Regions from separate parts of the Mus musculus genome. Here regions 2, 3, 4 and 5 are each linked to region 1. A link is a contact called in public HiChIP or PLAC-seq data. All regions are on one chromosome and are shown on one strand. Each heading gives the region's core, a stretch centred on a gene start, on an enhancer-like site or on the middle of the called end of the contact. The rest is flanking DNA. Distances are from core to core; before and after follow the strand shown.

Region 1 (2,542 bases), core at 20-2,519:
CCTCAAACTCAAGAGATCCACCTGCCTCTGCTTCCTGAATGCTGGAACTGCAGGGCTGAGCCACGTGACATGTCTGGCGGCTACCTATTTTTAGAAAACGTTCCTGTGACCACTGAGCCTACGTGCTTCCCCCACCCCCACCCCCACCGCGTTCTCTGCCCTTTGTCCACACTCTAGGCCTGCTTGTTATCTCTCTACAGGAGAGACCAAGGGCTCCGGGTCCTCTCCCAAGACTTGGTCCAGGGGAGACCATTACTGTTAAGAGAAAACACCAATGGTGTTTAGTACTAAGTGTCAGGCATGGCCTAAGGATGTAACACGCATCGTCTCATTAAACCCTCACTGTCAACTCAACCAAGGAGGTCCCAGCGAACCTTGTTTCCATTAAACAGACAAGGAAACTGCAGCGCAAACCATACCACAAAAATCCATCAGGAACTGACAGCCTCGCACACTTCTGTTTAAACACGTTTATTTCATCTCAGCACTGAAAACAACGCACCACAGCTCCCATTTTGTAAGGCTAGAAACAGAAGGGTTAGAGGCGATGCTGAGCAGATGTCACGAAGCCAGGCCAGCTCTGCAGGCTCCTGGACAGAACGCCCTCTAACCCAGAGGGAGAAGCGAGCCCGAACACGCCTCCCTTCCCTGGCCACCGCCCTCAGGGCCCCGCCAGAGGAGCCGAACCAACAGCTTCCCCGCCGCCGGCTTGGGGACCAGTGTCGCCATCGTCTGCCCCTCTTAGAGCCTGGCCAAACCCTCGTCCCAGAGCAGGCCTAGGCGAGCGCCACAGAGCCACAACCTGAGCGTGGGCCGAGCTGATGGAGCCCGCCGCCCCGCCTCGCTCGCCGCTGCCCAGCCCAGCCCAGTCAAGCCCAGCCCAGCCCAGAGCCCTCCATGGTTCCTCTTCCTCCTTCCTAGGTGGCAGCCCCCGCGCAGTTACCGGTTACGCTGCTCCTTGAAGAGCGCCGTGAGCGCGCGCAAGGCCTCCAGGTCCTGGATGGGTGCGGGCACCATGATGCCCGACAGCCGGGAGGGTGGCATCCTGGGCGCCGCCATCTTGCCACTCGCTCTGGGGCCGAGCCTGACCAGGCGGAGAGCAGAGCGAAGAGAAGTGGGGGAGACAGACGACAGGCGAGGAGATGGAGACGCGGTCTGCACGGCTCTGGCTTCCGCAGCCCGCGTCACCCAGATCCCGTGGTGCTGCAAGGCAGAGAGCGCGAGACTAGCTGGCTTGCCTCAGGCGAAGAGGACAAGGCGACGCGGCAGGGGGAGGGGGAGGGGGCGGGGCGGAAGTCCCGCCTGAGGGGAGGGGGCGCAGCGGAAGTCCTGCTCCTGCGTAGGGTGGGATGGGGGAGGTCTTCGGTCCCCACGGTGGGGAGACGTGGAGTAAAGACCCCGTCAGAGGACAGAATACTGAGATGAAGGGGTCGGGGTGGGGGGGGGGGGGTGGCCTGTAGAGTGTCCTAGAGAATGAGTGTCTTATCAGGGACAGATGCTTTCCATGAGCAAGGGCCACCATTGGTGGGGGTCCACTCATGCAGAGGTTTCCCTCTGGGGAAGAGATACCAGGCCGAAGCAGCGCCCCCAGAATAATGGATGTTGTCCCTAAGGAGACCTGGAAAGGAGGCCCCTGAGAGGAAGAGCAGGGATACAGGCCAGAGGTGTCACCATGGGAGGGGACCTGCAGAGGAGACTTACCCTCAGGGCATGTGTTGCTAGGCCAACCAGTTCTATTGCAGGAAAACCTGAAATGGAGACTCCAGGGGAGGGAATGCGAGGTTGAGGTGTTCCACTGAGGGAGACCTGAATCGGAGATTCCCACATAGGGAAAAGATGCTGGATACCTCAAGCCATGGAGGAAGACCTTGGATAGAGGCTCCTCATGGGAAGGGGACGCTGATCAAAAATGCCCCCTTGGGAAAGAAGTCTTTCCCAAGACTCCAGGAAGGAGGCTTCCCACAGAGAGAAGGCTGAGAAGAAGTACCTCCCTAAGAGGTGTATTCCTTTCTTGTTGCAATATCAAAATATGTGATAGAAGCAATTTTACAAAGGATAGGTTTCTTTTGGCTCACAGGTTGAGAGTACAGGCCCACGTGGTGGGGACTTGTGACACAGGGCTTTAGGCAGCTTGTCACATTGCATCTATTAAGCCAGAAAACAGACAGCTGGCTTTGACTTTTTTTTTTTTTAATCTAGACCATGGAATGCTATCACCCACACTGGGGGCAGATTTCCACACACTAACCTCATCTAGACAGTTCTTCACAAACATGCCCAGAGGGTTGTCTCTGGTGATTCTAGAACCTTGTCAATTAATACTATAGGGGACCCGGGGAAGAGAGTGGGTGCTTATCAGGAATATCCCCATATTGGGGCTGAAGAGCTTGCTCAGACATTAAGAGTACTCTATCTTCCAGGAGACCTGAGTTTATTTCCCAACATGTGTATGTAGGTATCCTAGATTTTTATTACTGTGAAGAGACACCATGACCAAGGCAACTCTTACAAAGAAATTATTTATTTGGGATTAATTCACACA
Region 2 (2,542 bases), core at 23-2,522, 250 kb before region 1:
TGCCTTAGTTTCCCTGCTTGTGATGTCCAAATTCTCCTTTCTAAAGAGTCCTCCAACTCAAAACGATCTGCACAGCTGCACCTGCCGGCTTCTGGACCTGGGGTTCAGGAGCGACTCTCTCTCTCCCGGGTCGGGTCGTGGCAAAAGTTCAGAGGATTTGGAGAGATTAAGAGGGGATTAGGGGCAGGGACGGTAGCTTTTGAGCTCGAGGTTCCGGGCTGAGGACAGCGCCCCCTCATACCCCTCCTCATTTCCACACCAGGCAATTGGGTGTTGGCCAGTTTAAAGACGAGCGCCCTCCGAGTTCATCCCCTTGTCATAAGGGCGCCATTTGATGCTGCTGTCCGGGGCTGTAGACGCTTGAAAACCTGGCACACACCCCCCACCCACCCACCATGTGTCTGGTTACTAGCTGGTCCGCTGTGCTAAGACAGACCTAGCTGTGACAGGCAGTGTCCCTGTCACCCATTTATCCAGGATAGGATCAAGCGAGACACACCACAGGATGTGCCAGGCACCTAGGCCAGTCTGACTTCCCACTTTAGCGGTTCAACAAGAATCAGATCTGACACCCGCCCGCATCGGACAGGCCTGCAGAGTGAGACAGAATCCTCAGACTGGGACTCTCCAAGGATGCCTTTCTGAGTCTCTCTGTCATGGTGCCACTTTTAATGCTGGGCAGGCTGGTGTGTCTACCAGTCTCAAGTCCCACGCTCTGCTTGCGCTCTGCAGTGCCGGGCACTGGAACGAGTTTTCCCCGAGTTTGTTGGGCAGGTAACAATGCCTGATCCGGAGTTGTGGCCCTGGAAGCACCCACGTAGGTAACGTCTAGGGGAAAGATGTCTGCACATAGAAAGGAGATGGTGGTGGGTGGTCTCTCTCTCTTTAACTAGAAACTGGAAACCAAGTGACCACCAAGCCCTGAGCGGGTAGTTTCTTAGCCCCCGCCCCTACCCCCACCTTCACTGTCTCTGAGGAGCGCAGGTGTCTCTTTGGAGCCGCACCCTCTCCCCTCCCTCCCCTCTTCCCACGCAGTCCTGGGAGGGCGATCGGAAGGGAGCTGGCCTGGGGAGGGGGGGCGAGGGGTTAGATGCGTTCGTGTGTCACGGGGGAGGGAGGAGAAAAGGGAGGGGAGAGCCAGGGAGCGCGCGCGAGAGAGCGCGCTGCGAGCGAGGAGGGCGGGCGGGAGGCGGATCCTCCTACCTGGGGCGCGCTCGCCTGCTCGCGGCTCGCTTGCCGGGGCCGCGAGTCACCTGGGGAGGCGGACAAGTGCGGACACATTGGCCGCCCCGGCGCACCGCGAGGCGCGCACGGCCCCAGGCGGCTAAGCCCAGTGGAGGCAGCGCCCGCCCGCTGCTCCTGGCCCCGGCCTGCGCTCGCAGAGTCCCACGGTCACTCCGCTGGGCTCCGAGGTCGCGGTTCCCCGCCCGGGTCACTCCCCCGGGCGCACGCGGCGGCTGCGGCGCCCTGGGCTCACCATGGTGGCAACGCGTGCCGGGTGCCCACGCGTCGCCCGCCTCCCGAGCCGAAGCGCCGGCTGAGCGTGGTCCTACCGCAGCTCCCTGGCTCCTGCCCGGCCCCTGCCCACCCGCGCGTCCCCTCCGGCCGCAGCTGTCTATGGCGCAGCCCCCCTCCCTGGATCATGCACAGAAACTTTCGAAAGTGGATCTTTTACGTGTTTCTCTGCTTTGGCGTCCTCTACGTGAAGCTCGGGTGAGTATTTCTCTGGGCGGGGGGCTGCAGACGGGGAGCCGGCAGCCACCAGAGCCTCCTCCAGCGGACCTGGGGATAGGAGTTGGTGGGGGAGGGCGTTTCTTGAAGTGGCCAGGCTGGCTGGTATCTCCGGCCCTCAACCCAGCCTCGTTGAGACTCAACCGAGCCCCCCCGGAGCCAGAGATCCTCCGGAGGGGCGCGGAGCCAATACGCAGCAGGGACAGCGCGGTCCGCGGACGGCCGCAGCGGGGCTCGCGGGTAGCGGCGAGCGTGCCGGGCGCGTACTTTCACCTGTTTGGGCTCCAGGCCCCGGGGGTGGGACGCGCCTTCCCTCCCCCGGGCTGCGCTGGGCGCCGAGCCCGGGCCGAGCGCTAGCCGCCGGGAGGGCGCGCCGGGCCGGGGGGGGGGTGCGTGGGGCATCCCCGGCGGGGGAGATCGGGGCGCGCACTCGCCGCGAGCGCGCAGGCCTTGCACCCGCCGCGGCCCTTCGTCTCTATCCATCACCCGGACATGTTGAAATTACCTTGACAACTCGTCCGGCTGGCTCGGGATGGGCCGTGGGGCTGGCGCAGCAGCCTCGGGCTCCGTCCCGGGCCCGCGCCCCCGCCCGCCCGGGGCCTTGCGCCCGGCCCCCTCTCACCGAGCTCCCCCTGGCGCGGCCGGCCGGGCGGGCTCCAGGCGGGCCGCGCTCGCTGCTCGCCGCCGTAGCTGCTCCGAGTCGTATTTCCACATTCCTGAACCCAGCCGAGTCCTTACCTGTTGAGCCGCGATCTCCTTTAGACGGAATCTGTCTCGGCCTCCCCGGATTGGGGGTGGAGGGGCAGTGTGA
Region 3 (2,542 bases), core at 19-2,518, 210 kb before region 1:
CTGCCAGCCAGGACACCTGTCTGCTTGCCTGGGGCTTCAAGATAGGTTTCTTGATCCGACTGAAAGAGGTTAAACAGTGTCCAGTGGCTGCCTTGGCCTGGGTGGTGGTGGTGGTGGTGGTGGTGGTAGGTGACACCACAGCTTTCTGTTCCTATTGCAGAATTGCAGGATCATTGTAATGTTCTAGACCCCTGCACTGGTGCTTGCAACCTGTGCTCACTAGGAAATTAGGCTGACCTCCATAGACCCCCTCATCCAGGGATTACAGGAATTAGCCGCTGTCTAACCCCCTACCCGTACCCTAAAGACCCTCACCTCAACCAAAGGCACTTCCCCTGGGTGCTGAGAGTCTCTCCATTCTTGTTTCCACTCCCACAGCTACAGGCTGTGTATCAGCCAAACTGGGAAACAGAATGGGTCCCAGAGACCTAGGTTTGGGCCCTCAGCCCCTTACCGGCCTTCTTAGGCTTTGCACCATGACCAGGTTCAAATCCCACCTCAGCCTTAATGCCCAGTGTTAAACCCTCCTCATGCCTCAGTCTCCTCTGGAAAATGGGAGTAAAGCCTGCCTCATCTCATCGTCATGAGCATCCTGTAAGAACGGGATGGTCAGAAAGGAGCCAGGTGCATGGTGGACGAGCAGGAATGATAGCCGTGACGAGGTGGCTGGGCTGCTTTTGAAAGGTTCAGAATCCTGTCTCCTGGGTGGTCACAGGGAACTCTGCTGTGGTCTTGTGGTGTCCTGCCAGCCACTGCGCTCCTTAGAAAGTTGTGCACACCCCGCCCCCCTCCCCAACACAGCATGCACACCACACCTCACAGACCCACCCATATCACATACAGAACTGCCCAAGCCCCTGATAGCAGCACATATCTCCACACACTACCTCAACACACACCAGGAGACGGACTATGCTTCCTGCATTCAAGATGTCCCTTCTACCACGGAGCCTTCCACAGGAACAGGTTAGGATGGCCTCTGGGGTCCTGAGTCTTATACTCCACACAGAACTTACAGAATTCCTCCCTGGGGTGGCCACTTCCATCACCCCTCAACAGCCGGTCAGCCGACTTTGCCAGGTCTGAGCAGAGGGGAAAGAGAATTTGCCAGCTTCCCTAAGGGTCTTGGTGACCTAATTTAGACCCAGGAACGTGGATTCCTGCACCTGCCCAGTCTCTGCTTTATCCAGGGCTCCTGTCCAGCCTCTCCCAGGACAGGGACAAGGCAGCTCTGGGTCCTCTGAAAACAATACTGGCCACACAGGACTGTGCAGAGTCCATTTGGCTTAGGGGCTATCTCCATTCTCTCCTATCTCGTGTGATAAGTGGAGCTCAGAGCCCACAGACCCTGGAAATGTATTCTGGCAAGAGAGGTTCTGGTGGGGGTAGGGGTGGCCCAGAAGGGCAAAGCAGAGGCTGCTATATGCTTGAGACAATTGTCCTTATCTGAGGGAAGAGGGTCCCCCAGTGATCACTTCCTTCCCCCGTGGGAAGGAAGACACCTTCTGGTATGGCTTGGTGGGTAGATAGGTGGGCATAGAGATGGCTCTTAATGTGGTTTATGGACCTGGCTTGACTCTGACCCATTTTGTAGTGGTGGGTCACAGCAGACACAGCCTCAGATAGTAGAGACTGCAACCGGGTACCCAGGACAGGCTGGGACAGGCAGGTGCTGCCATGAGGCCTTGCTAAGGCTGGGCCTTGTTTTCTACCACCCTCGCTGACCATATCTGACCATAGGCCCTGCTGTCCATAGATGAGGTGGTAGGGAGGCACTCCTCACTGAGGTTCACCCTGGGTTCCTGAGGTGGCCTTCATGAGCCTGCTGGGTAACCACACACTGCCATGAGCTGGAGCCCTGAAGGAAACAGGGAGAAACCGGAGTAATGAGTCGGAGATGGAAGGCTTGCAGCCTGGGGCTGTGGAAGATAAGAAAACCGAGCAGGTCTCACCCTCTTCAGAGGCCTTTGGACCTACAAGGATCCAGGGACAGGGGCTAAACTGGCTGGCAGACAGGGTCCTTATCAGAGCAGTGAGGGCTTTATCCTAAGAAGCCTACCTAAGAGAGCAGGCATTAGGGCCAGGCCTCAAGAGGGGAATGGAATCCTACCCCCAGAGACCAGTACACCTGAGGGGGTGCGAGCCACACCCAGGTTTGAGTCATCATCTCTGACAGAGGATGGGGAGAAGGCTGAGGAAGTCAGGCAGGTGTCAGCAGGGGTGAGATGGGGTGGGTGGAGAGTGGCTTCCCTTTCTAGCTCTAGGTCATAGGCTTGACTCTGCTGTGGAGAGACGTCCAGCCTAGACCACCCTTGGAAAGACCCAGGTGGTGGCTGGAAGGGGAGACCTGGGAGCCCAAGGAGAGAGAGGGGGGAGGGAGAGGTAGAGGGATAGGGAGAGGGAGAGGGAGAGGGAGAGGGAGAGACCCAACTAAGGACAGAGACTGTACTTCCTCCTGGTCCAGAATACCACCTTCTGCCCAAAAGACAAATGACCTCTCCTTTAAGAACAGGGAGACATTAGAGGACAGTGGTCAGTGGTG
Region 4 (2,542 bases), core at 29-2,528, 190 kb before region 1:
TAATTGGTTGACGTTCCTGCCCGCCAGGCCAGACACCGGGCTTTCCAGAGCCTCCTGCCGTTCGCTGACCCCAAGGCCACACCTGCCTTGCTGTCCAGCGTGGGAACCCAGCGGGGCTTCGGTCATCCTCTGCTTGGGCCCCTGCCCCACCAGGCCCTCTGCTAAGCCTCCAGCCCCTCCATCGGCTGGGGAGCCCTGGCACTCCCCACACTCCACACCCCTCCCAGGACAGGAGTAACAGCATTGTCCCAAGGAGGCACACAGTCCTAGGCTGGCACTCTGTCACCCCTGTCTTCTGGCAGAACAGAAGCCCCTCCCCTGTCTCCCACCGCAGGCACATGGGTTGGCTGACACTGAGTTGAGGGTCAAGAGTTGCCTCCCTCATGGTTACTGGGTGCTGCAAGCTGCCATTGCGTCTTGCTAACTGGAGAGACTGAAGGATATAGGTGGAGAAGAGGGAAGGAGACAGGAAGAAAGGATGGAGAAGAACTGGTGACTAGCGCAATGATGGTATAGAGGGCATGACCCTAATGGTGGATGGTCAAGGGCTCGTAAGACCTCTGGCCCCATTCCCACCCTTGTTAGCAGTCATTTGTTTTCCTGCCCCATGCGAGGCCTGGCTGTGGCCTTCAGAAGACCCCAAACCACACCAACGCTCTTCTTCCAGCTTTCCTTCCTGACCACACCATAGTCAGTTAGAGGTGTAGTGCTGGCCTTTGGATTGATCTCAGGATGCCACTGGAGAGAGACGCGGTCAGGGGCTGGCTGGAGGGAATCCAAGATGTGTGTGGTTCAGCCCAGGTGTCCTGGAATGGACACTTCCTCCTGCCCGCCAGGCATAGGCAAGCTGGTGGGGCTCAGAGAGGCATGGGCCTGGCCCAAGGTCTCTGAGGGGTTCCTGGGGCAGCTCTGGGCCCTGAGCGCTGCCCCCACCCAGGGCAGGCTGTGAGTCAGCCCACAGCTGGGCTCAGCAGAGGCCACACTGTGGTGGGGTTTCCAGTCTCAGAAGCAGGACAGCTGTTTATTTTTCTTGCAGTAAAGGAGAGGGCAGGGGTGGGGTGGAGGAGCTGACCCTGCTGGTTCTCACACTGGCCCAGGATCCCTGGAAGGCCCTGGAAGGAAAGGGACCTTAGGAGCAGACTCTGCAGCAGGGGGGCCTCCGGGCCTCCCTGCCACACTCCTGGGGCAGCCAGCCAAAGCCGGTGCCGCAGGCCAGTTCCTGGAGCGGGATGCTGGGGTTTCCGAGGTCGGGAAAGTACTGGCAAAGCTCTTTTCATGATGTCACCGGCTCTGCCCTGGCCTGGCCCAGCCCCAGCCCTGTCACCATCAGGGAGGGTTAGAGCATGCCCCGGGGAGCTCAAAGCTGCCCGGAAGAAGTGTTTACGGAGGATTCAGGTATCTGCCCCTGACCCCCCTAGCGGCTGAGCCCATTAACTTTGTGTATGGCAGGGACTACATCTCGCTGGTTTCTGGGCAGGGCTTGAGACTGTGTGGAGGGGGTGTTTCTTGAATCAGAAGGCAACCTTCCAAAGACACTGTGATCCATCCTTGGAGGGCTGCTGACCCCTCCCCCCAGACAGATTCAGGACCCAGCTTGTAAATGAGGCCAGAGTCGGACCTCAGCAGTGGGGGACAAAGTCCTCTCCATTGAGAAATACACAGACACGGCGAGCACAAGATGAGCCATCCTCTCCTGTCGGAGATCTCCAGTTTCCTTCCACCAACCTATTTTTTCTGGAGGTTTCTAACGACATGGAACCCACAGGGGAAGTCTAGCAGAAATGAACAACCCAACGAGACTTCAAAACTGTATCGTCTGTGTTACCACCCACCCAGAAGGGGAATGGCACCCAAAGCCTGTACATGTCCTGGCCACTGATCCCTTGAGGCTACACCCCTGACAAGAAAGATCTGCCCTCTGCTGCTGCCTGTCAGTGTCGCTCACCGGGTGCTTCCCTGTGTGGACCAATCTCAGGCTTTTTTTTTTTTTTTTTTTTTTTTTTACTTTTTAAAACCAATCTCTCTCTCTCTCTCTCCTCTCATTTATTTTTATTTTTATGAGTACATTGCCATTGTCTCCTGCCATACCAGAAGAGGGCATCGGATCCCACTACAGATGGTTGTGAGCCTCCATGTGGTTGCTGGGAATTGAACCGAGGACCTCTGGAAGAGCAGTCAGTGCTCTTAACCACCGAGCCACCTCTCCAGCCTCCAACTTCTCTTTAGAGTAATTTTGGGTTTACTGAAAAGAAAGTGCAGAGTCTCAGAATACCCCCAGCCTCTCTCCCCCGCCCCCTTCCCCTGTTCTTAATGTCTTCTGCTCCAGTCTTTCTAGCAAGTCTGTTTTTTGTTTGTTTGTTTGTTTGTTTGTTTGTTTTTTGAGACAGGGTTCCTCTATGGAACCCCAGCATCTCCCCAGTGCTGGGATTAAAGGCATGCACTAACACCACTGCCACTGGCTTCCAGCAAATCTTATGAGACACTTATGCTAACGATGAGAAATAGCCAACATCATTTTTTGAAAACTATAGTTGGAGGGACT
Region 5 (2,542 bases), core at 12-2,511, 130 kb after region 1:
GCTCTTGGCACCAACTCAGGCCTATGAGCCTACCCACCCTGTCTCCTACACTGAGAAGTGACCCAAGATGTGCCAAGGCTGTAGCCAGTGCCCGGAACAGCCAGAACTCCTCCAGGATTCAGGACCAGCCAGCCCCTTCTCCCTCCCCTCTGCCTCTCTCTAAGACTCCTCCCAGTCGTTAGTTATCACAACCAGTGACCTTTTGACTAAAAGGGTCAGAGAGTTCAAAAGAAACTAAGCTAACCCAGGAATAAAGAATAAGAGATCAAGAAGGTGGTGTGGATCTAGGGCCCCCTGCAGAAACAAAGACTCCAGGAGGGCCAGGCTTGGCTCTGAGAACCCCTTAATCACAAGAGGTTAAAGGTCATAGATTTACAACCCCATTGCTTCTCTGATAGACAGGTAAAGTGCTTGCGTCAGGCCTTGCAGCTTTTGGACTGAGAAAAGTACAGCCTAGGTGGACCCTACTCCATTCTAAGTTTCCTGTACTGGGGACGTGATTCTGGGCCACTAATCTGCTACTACGGTGAACCAGCAGGGAAGAGGTGGCCAGCTCCCAAACCTCTGGGATGTTTCTCTATTTTCTGTTTTCTTTCTGCCCCCATCTCTGTCTTCCTGTCTCAGTTTGTTCAGGGGCAAAATGGGTGCAGTAGTTCCTCCCGCACCCACCTCCCACCCCCACCCCCGAGGGTAGGGGTTGGAGGCGGTTTAAAAGATGCACTAAAGTTACTTCCAGTACAGAGCACTTCCCACCCCCACGGCCCAGCAGGCGATCTGCCTTCACCAACAGAGGACCCGGCTTCGTGAACCCGCAGGAGGATCTGTTTGGAAGGTTAAAGATTTAAAGCAAGTCCCCCTAGTGAGGAGGGCATTGGAGCCGAGCCGGAAGTATTGGGGGGGGGGGGTCGTGGGCCTGGATTCCACGCAGCTCTGGGGACCGTGCGATGACCCCTGGGTGCAGCGCGCGCTCCGGAGCATCGGGGGCTGCAAACTTCCAGGGAGCTTGGGGCCTGGGTGGGGACCTAGTGCGGGGCCGTGGGCCCGGGGCTCCCCTACCTCGGGCTGCCAGCAGCGAGAGGCTGCTGAGCAGCAGCAGCGGCAGCGGGACGAGGCGCGACGGCACGGGGCGCTCCATGGGGCTGGCGGGCTCCGGCGGCGGACAAAGGCACGGCGGGCAGCGGCTACACGCTCGAGCCAGGCCTGGGCAGCCAACGCGAGGCTCCTGCGCGCCGCGTTCAATTATCCCGCCCGGAGGAGGCGCGGCGGGGGCGGGGCCCGCGGGGACCCTCCCTTCAGCACTGCGCAGCTGGAGCACGCCGCCACCCAGACTCTCCTGCGGGGATGCAGGCAGAGCGCAAAGCTCAGAGACGTGCCACCCACCTACAGGCAGAAAGTCACGTGAAAAGTGTCTAACCTAAATTGTCAGGATAGCGGGCAGCCGTAGGCTAGACCAGCAGAAGCCTGCTTGTGTAGACTCCCTGGCAGCCGCCAGACAGTTTAGAGGACTCTCTGATTTATTTAAAAAAAAAAAAAAGAACAATAAAATTTTTTTTTTAAAAGCTGGGAAAATGGCTCGCTCGATGGCTCAGTGGATAAGACACTTGCTGTGAAGACAAGAGGACCTGAGCTCAAATTTCCAGCATTCATGTAATATAAATAAATGCAAAAAAATTTAGACTTTCAACTGGATGTGATGGCACACGCCCAACACTCCAAAGGCAGAGGCAGGAAAATCTCCTGAGCTAGTTCTGTAGATCGAGTTCCAGGACAGCCAGGGATACACAGACAAACACTGTCCGGAAATACAAACAACAAGATTAAAGTAAAAACAAACCCACTACAGGTAAATTTGGAGGACCATAGGACCCCAGTTAGCTGATTGCGTGGGACAAGCAATTCAAACGCAGGGATTAGGCTCCGCTGGAATAATTGTGCATATCTGCAAACAGACTAGCGCTAGATAGACCGTCCATAATGTCCAGTGGGAGTCATCCAACATCCTCCACAGTGAATGAATACTCAGGGGCGTAATCACACACTAGGACCTTAAACTCGGAAGGTGCAGAGTGGGACCAACCACAGATGAACTTTGGCTGTGTAGGTCTCCTTGTAGAAAGGACAGAGCGGGTCAGAGGTTAGGAGACTGGTGTTCCTGGGCAGAGTAGAGGCAGCGGCAGCAGCTGAGGAGTAGGTCCCTTAACATAGTCAGCGTGTGGAAACTTACCAGGGTGTTCATTTACGAAATATGCCCTTCTGTTTTAATTCGAGAAGGGGGCATCATGCTCTGTTGCCCAGGCTAGCCTTGACCTCCTGGACTCCAGTGACCCCCCACTTCCTCCTAGGTAGCTCCTCCTAAGTAGCTCAGTCTACAGGCGTGCACCACTGTGTTTAGCTATCTTTAAGTGAAACCTCCTTTCAAAAGATGCGAGAAGCCAGAGGTTTGCAGAGAGACCAGGGAGGCTGGAGGAAGAGCCTGCTGACTGAGTTCAGTTCAGGAGGCCTCCCAGAAGTGAGGCACAGCTCAAGCGCAATCCAGGTTGTA

Evidence for each region. HiChIP or PLAC-seq counts read pairs in DNA pulled down with a chosen protein or histone mark.
Region 2: an H3K4me3 HiChIP or PLAC-seq map of embryonic forebrain shows a contact between it and region 1, with 6 times the contacts expected there. The contact joins the promoter of Wnt7b here to the promoter of Atxn10 in region 1. A contact is called at or near these places in 14 of 39 promoter capture datasets (the C10 cell line, the HPC-7 cell line, Sertoli cells and 9 more), 5 of 15 datasets of contacts at CTCF or cohesin (the NIH/3T3 cell line, embryonic stem cells, large pre-B cells and 1 more), 86 of 484 Hi-C or Micro-C datasets (8-cell embryo, the AML12 cell line, B cells and 44 more), 40 of 115 datasets of contacts at active chromatin or transcription factors (SST interneurons, bone marrow-derived dendritic cells, bone marrow-derived macrophages and 22 more) and 4 of 9 other capture datasets (adipose tissue, embryonic stem cells, liver and 1 more).
Region 3: an H3K27ac HiChIP or PLAC-seq map of extraembryonic endoderm stem cells shows a contact between it and region 1. The contact joins the enhancer-like site here to the promoter of Atxn10 in region 1. A contact is called at or near these places in 11 of 115 datasets of contacts at active chromatin or transcription factors (embryonic basal ganglia, embryonic forebrain, embryonic hindbrain and 7 more).
Region 4: an HNF4G HiChIP or PLAC-seq map of pancreatic cancer cells shows a contact between it and region 1. The contact joins the enhancer-like site here to the promoter of Atxn10 in region 1. A contact is called at or near these places in 3 of 115 datasets of contacts at active chromatin or transcription factors (embryonic forebrain, embryonic stem cells and pancreatic cancer cells) and 2 of 9 other capture datasets (embryonic stem cells and liver).
Region 5: an H3K4me3 HiChIP or PLAC-seq map of embryonic stem cells shows a contact between it and region 1, with 14 read pairs. The contact joins the promoter of Fbln1 here to the promoter of Atxn10 in region 1. A contact is called at or near these places in 3 of 484 Hi-C or Micro-C datasets (embryonic stem cells and nephron progenitors), 1 of 115 datasets of contacts at active chromatin or transcription factors (embryonic stem cells) and 1 of 9 other capture datasets (pancreatic islet).

What each region holds. Positions count from the first base shown.
Region 1 is chr15:85,334,982-85,337,523 of GRCm38.p6, reverse strand. It overlaps Atxn10 (ataxin 10), which reads right to left and starts at 1,269. Exons shown (of 12, transcript NM_016843.4): 1 at 944-1,269. The coding sequence starts at 1,059.
Region 2 is chr15:85,580,551-85,583,092 of GRCm38.p6, reverse strand. It overlaps Wnt7b (wingless-type MMTV integration site family, member 7B), which reads left to right and starts at 1,272. Exons shown (of 4, transcript NM_009528.3): 1 at 1,272-1,713. The coding sequence starts at 1,643. It overlaps AU022754 (expressed sequence AU022754), which reads right to left and starts at 1,951. Exons shown (of 5, transcript NR_040433.1): 1 at 1,676-1,951; 2 at 1-843.
Region 3 is chr15:85,544,132-85,546,673 of GRCm38.p6, reverse strand. The region is part of intron 2 of Wnt7b (wingless-type MMTV integration site family, member 7B); the gene reads left to right. Among named protein-coding and RNA genes, the nearest start is that of AU022754, 36 kb to the left of the region's middle. Within about 2 kb of position 1,268, at least 21 of the 459 cell types and tissues checked have an H3K27ac peak or open chromatin away from gene starts, as enhancers often do. A contact at or near this core is called in extraembryonic endoderm stem cells, pancreatic cancer cells and trophoblast stem cells, where this site is marked.
Region 4 is chr15:85,522,292-85,524,833 of GRCm38.p6, reverse strand. No RefSeq gene overlaps it. Among named protein-coding and RNA genes, the nearest start is that of 7530416G11Rik, 20 kb to the right of the region's middle. Within about 2 kb of position 1,278, at least 113 of the 459 cell types and tissues checked have an H3K27ac peak or open chromatin away from gene starts, as enhancers often do. A contact at or near this core is called in pancreatic cancer cells, where this site is marked.
Region 5 is chr15:85,204,727-85,207,268 of GRCm38.p6, reverse strand. Fbln1 (fibulin 1) reads right to left here and starts at 1,261. Exons shown (of 17, transcript NM_010180.2): 1 at 1,057-1,261. The coding sequence starts at 1,135.